2 separate regions of the Bombyx mori genome follow, and region 1 is linked to region 2. The links are chromatin contacts, called in public Hi-C maps. All regions are on one chromosome and are shown on one strand. Each heading gives the region's core, a stretch centred on a gene start, on an enhancer-like site or on the middle of the called end of the contact. The rest is flanking DNA. Distances are from core to core; before and after follow the strand shown. Region 1 holds the start of LOC101737703 (glycine cleavage system H protein, mitochondrial). Region 2 holds the start of LOC101738635 (mucolipin-3).

The links. A called contact is a pair of places that touch in the nucleus more often than the background predicts.
Region 1: a contact with region 2 is called in a Hi-C map of posterior silk gland, with 2.0 times the contacts expected there. The contact joins the promoter of LOC101737703 here to the promoter of LOC101738635 in region 2. A contact is called at or near these places in 3 of 7 Hi-C or Micro-C datasets (middle silk gland, posterior silk gland and whole pupa).

What each region holds. Positions count from the first base shown.
Region 1 is chr11:18,606,665-18,609,380 of ASM3026992v2, reverse strand. It overlaps LOC101737703 (glycine cleavage system H protein, mitochondrial), which reads right to left and starts at 1,273. Exons shown (of 2, transcript XM_062671276.1): 1 at 1,047-1,273; 2 at 1-111. The coding sequence starts at 106. The region is part of intron 20 of LOC101736905; the gene reads left to right.
Region 2 is chr11:18,443,471-18,446,170 of ASM3026992v2, reverse strand. It overlaps LOC101738635 (mucolipin-3), which reads right to left and starts at 1,282. Exons shown (of 1, transcript XM_004932846.5): 1 at 1-1,282. The coding sequence starts at 990. LOC101737172 (lipid droplet-regulating VLDL assembly factor AUP1) reads left to right here and starts at 1,918. Exons shown (of 8, transcript XM_038013899.2): 1 at 1,918-2,098. The coding sequence starts at 2,061.

The sequences.
Region 1 (2,716 bases), core at 24-2,523, 160 kb before region 2:
TGTACTTCAGGCATAACATACAGTATGTTTGTCTGATGTTTGACTGTAAATGATGCCTTAATTTGTAAGTTTTCACTATTTGTAATAAGCATCTCTGTATTGCCATTTTATCTGAAAGATGTAAATAAAATTCTTAGTTACCAGGTCATAAAATCCCTTAAAAAAAATTAAAATAAAATACTTTTAGTGTTGTACTAGTAGTTAAATGACATAAATAAAAATATAATAAAACACAATTATTACAAAAATTAATACAAAAAGACAATGCAACAATCTTCAGACAAAACATATATGAAGCTAATAAAAAACTGTCAAAGTAACCATTTTAGATAATGTAGGATGTAGGATGAGAAATGATTTTATTTATCAATACAATTATTAATATGACTGAAAGTATGTTAATAGCATGTAATCAGTATGTATTATGTACTGATATAATGGCCAAATGACATAGGAAACCATGATTATTATGATAAAACAAATTATAGGATAAACATGTCATTGCAAATTTCATATTTTAAATTAATTTCATAAATTTGCTTCAATCCTGCACTGGATTTGCAGGTAGATGTGATTTTGTTTTGTTTGATATATCCATTTAGTACAAGAAAATTGAGATTTCGATTCAAAATAAAATGACAGTTTTCTTGCTGAGCTCTCATTAACCATTAAAATTCTTAGTAACCATAAAATCATGTATAGATGATAAAGTGTAATAAAGCCTTAATTGAGACTGAAAATATATTCCACTAACTTCTAATCTGGTACTATCTACATTTGCGGTAGGCAGCGGCTTGGCTCTGCCCCTGGCATTGCTGAAGTCCATGGGCAACGGTAACCACTCACCATCAGGTGGGCCGTATGCTCGTCTGCCTACAAGGGCAACAAAAAAAAAAGAAAAAAAAATTCTTAAAAACTACAATTGAGAAATTCTGCGTTTTGATAAATCGAGAGCGATTTTGATCTGTATTTGTTGACTCTTAACTAAGATGAAAATATAGTTTTTTATGAGAAAAAATTAAAACAAAAATAATTATTAAACTCACTGTCAGTATTTTTTGTAGATCACAAATCGAATACTTTGGTATCTAAATGTAATCTGGAATTTTAGGTGTGCTTCGAATATATTAAGTGTATAATCTATGGGTGTGCTTTTTAATAGAATTAAAAATTAAAGCAATTCAAATAAAATGAGGTTATCTTTATTATTCCTTTTGAAATTTGACATTTGTCAGCTGCTTATTTTTTTTAAAGGATCTTATTTATGACCTGGTAACTAAGACTCTTAAGTCATGTTTCATTTTAATTTAAATTCTTAATTTTATGAAAAATGATAATGTGGAGTGAAATGAAAAATGTCACTGCTTAGTTCTGAGGGTTGTACAGTTTCATCTCGGTGGTAGAAAGCACTGCTTGTGTTCGGGTAAATGTCAATTTTTTGCCTAAAGGTATACCTCACGTCTGGTGTTAAGTAGTTACCGCAGCCCATAGACACCAACAACATAAATGGCCCCACTCATCTCGAAACGTCAATTGTAAGTCTCTGTAATATAACGACTGACCCGCCCTTCCCAACTAACAGCATTTCTTAGTGCTTCTTCATTAAATGCCAAAATTGTGCGAAGAACCTGTTTAATAATATTGTGTGTAAAACATTTTAGTTTTGGAAAACGCACAATTATTTTTATTGGCTTTTTAAGCAATGAGCCACCTGACAGCGGGGTCCAAGTGTTGGCAAGTGGTCACTATCTATCGTGGACATTAGTAAAATTAGCAGCACAGTCAAGCCGCTGTCCACTGCTAACAAATATTTTAACGGTTTCAATAATAAAATATTTTTCTGTTTAGTAGTAAGCAGGTACACTGGTACATACCTGGTACATACCTAGTGTTATGTGATGACTTCATTAAGATCATGTTCATTTGTTACTGAAACCCTTGGGTATTCAGACTTCGGTCATTTATTTTTTATTACAGACTGACCTTTTTTAAGTTTTTTAGGTAAAAAATTAAGTCCTTATTTTTATTCACCACCATGTAGGACATTTAATAAAACCATCAAGATAAATTATATTATATTTTGAAATGTAATCGGATTTGGAACTATTTTTTTATTTTTCGGAATTAGTCAGGCATCCCCATTTAAATCTTTAACGTGACAAACGTCAAGGCCGTCAATCTAAATAAACGTCAGTGACGAGACGACTTGTATTTCGCGAACCATGACTGAAAGATGTCAAAATAAGTTTGTAGAAAATTTTGTTAATCAAAATTATATTATTTGCTTCGGAATTACTAGTGCCTCTTTTGCTGTTATTTATTATTACAGGTCTATATAACGTAATACCCATTTTGTAAGTGAACTATCACATTCGAATAGTTTTTAACCCAGTTTTTTGTTTACAGATTTCACTTCGTAACTTTTGCGTTTAGTTATGTGTTGGGATGTGTGGCTTGTTATTATGGACTTAATTCGAATGTTCTGCACAATTATTTGTGTAAATTACAGTGCCATTTCTTTAGAGAAACACCGGAAGTAGTAGAGATCGAAGAAGTCAAGGTACTTGCAATGTTTACTTTGTTTGTTTATTTATATGAATACATTTATATGCTGTAGTTGACTGTTACTGTGTGCTTTTGTCAAAGTATTTAATATGTTTTACACAAGGCGGAAGAAAAAAGTTGAATTAATTACAAGTTTAACAAAAAACGAAGT
Region 2 (2,700 bases), core at 33-2,532:
GTAGAGTGCTCTGCTGCATAGCACAAACGAGGCTGCACAAATCAAAATAACTAAAATATTTAAAGTACTCCTGAGTATTTGGTCAATTTTATTATCCGTCACATAAGCTGTGTCGCCTTTACATTCTAGCTTGTGAGGTTCTGCTTCCAGAAACAAGGACATTTGTCCATCGTGATCTTCATTGTCAAATATTATTTCAACATCAAACCGGTAACAGTCTGGTGGAGTTATGGGACCGGCAGCCCTGAAGTTGATGGTTTTGATGGAAAACATTAATTTTGCTCTAACTAATGATGAGAAACTGATGTTCAATCCAGCATCTCTAATGTACGCTTCAGATTTGAAATCTTCATTATCTTTAATTGTGAAATTTATACAGGTCTCAAAGACTTCAGAGTTAAACTGGTAGCTCTCATTAAAGCCATAAATAATGCCTTGTTTATAGTTGTACTGGCAAAAGACAGGATCTGGCATAAAGTTATTTTCATCATTGTACGAATATGGGCCTATCGCATTAGATAAATTAGTATAACCGGCAACTGCATAGTCTAATGTATTGTAGAACTCATCGATTTTGTACAAAGCAAGTGGTCCTGCTCCCGGTGGATATGCGTTTATCTCACGTGTAGAGTCCCAGCCGAGTAAAAATAGATGCGAGAATGTGATTCTGTTATCCCATGTATAGTTCACGTGATTGTATCTGTTATGAGCGAATAAACATAGCTGAAAAGTCACAAGTACAATTTTGATTACCTGCACGACAAATTTGTAAGGAAATTTTCTCTTTGCTTTCCATTTCTCGATTGGATTCATAAAGAAAAACTGCAGTTTTCTACGCATTTTTTCTTCCATTTGAGTAGGCGGAGAGAACGAAGTCGATTGGTGAGGAAAATCTTGTTCATTGTTGGCATTCGGTCGAATTTCCTTTTTGTGATCGTCTTCGCCTTCAGAACAGGTAGTATCATCAGGGGCATGCATGATTTCATCCATGGATATAACTTCTAATATAATTTTCTAAAAAGACAAGGTCAATTTGTCACGAACGTTCGAACTTGTTTTTTTTACTATAATTAGAGTTTGAAACGCTACATGGAACTTAAGATTCGAATAATAGTAAAAATGAATTCGATTAATAATTAAAATAATGTTTCTGTTGTTCTTTGTTTACTTTCAAGGATTGAGTCCTCGATTTAAAATTGTCACTTGCACATTATACCAGAATGTCACGTGTTTTTTATTTATTAAATTGAATAAGCAAATGGTACCACGCAATAACTATTCTGTTATAAAAGGCGAAGTTGTTTTAGTTCCACAATAAGTAAAACTTAACAAAATTCACTGAAATAGAAATATAATGAAATGGGATGAACAAACTTCTCAGTTAAATGATGGGGTTCTCTTCTATCTATCAATATAAAAACATCGGCTTCTTGCGAGTTTAAGTGATAATCAGGTATTACTTTGCCGCTTTGTGAAGTAAACATTATAATAAAGTGAAATTAATTGAAGCTCATCAACAGGGTAAAAAAAAAATTGTTTCTTATCAATCGCAAAATATTGTATGTTATGTGTATGTATTAAAATATCGTAATTGTTGAGACTTCGGTAGATTTTTGGGAAGAACCCAGGAATCCCAGTCCAGTACTTTGTTCATGTACTCACCTTCACCTTCATGGACACTAAACGGTTTTTATATGTTTAAACTTGAATAAGCACAGAATTAACTAAACAAAACAATTCACAAAACTTCTGTATTCACTTTCATTCCAAAAACACTATTGCGGAGTAATTTCTACAGTAATATCACTTCCTTTTTCACCCAAACGGTTCGGTTTAATTTTGACAATTTTAAAAGACAGAACTGTATGGAATTATTTCCCTTTGTGTAACTAAATAAAACAAACCAACGGAATAATTTATGTTTGCCAAATGTCGAACGAAGAACACATCATTGCCTGTATGTATTACCTACTGTGATCATAAATTCATCGAGAATTTTATAAAAAATATATGGCAGACAGCGTAAATATTCAACAAAACATCTATCTACATATTCGGTGATGGCTCTTGCGGCAGAAAAGTTAATCAACAAAGAGAGGTACAATAATAATTTTAACAATATTTATTGTTACGTGATTTAGTTCGGGGAAAGTTGATGCCCACTCGACCCTATAAAATAAAACGTATAAAAATTACACATTTTCACATCTTAATTTTTTACAGTCTGATTGCAAATACATAAACAATTTCACAGCATTTCATTGAATAATGTATGTAAATAAACAATGTAATTGAGTATAAAAACAATATTTAGTCTATGAAAAATCTAATCACGAAATTATGTTGTTGCTTCAAATTCATAAACTTGAAAATCACTGCGACATTGAGACTTTAATTACAAATTCTTATACTTGAAAATCACTACGACATTGAGACTTTAATTACATGAAAAGTAAAAGTAGTATTTATTTTATTTACAAATATTACAAGACTAGATAACTATCATGGGATCTGGTATTTTAATTTCCTTGTAATTCAAAGTAAATATTTTTAAATCTCCACTCTACCTTTAGTACCCTAGATCTGCTGCTTTTTGGGTCTATTAGTTTTTTGATTTTACAGCTTCAATATGTATGTTAATGTGTAGGCTAAAATGTGAATGTTTTTCAAATACAAGTTATGGACATGGCAACAGATTAA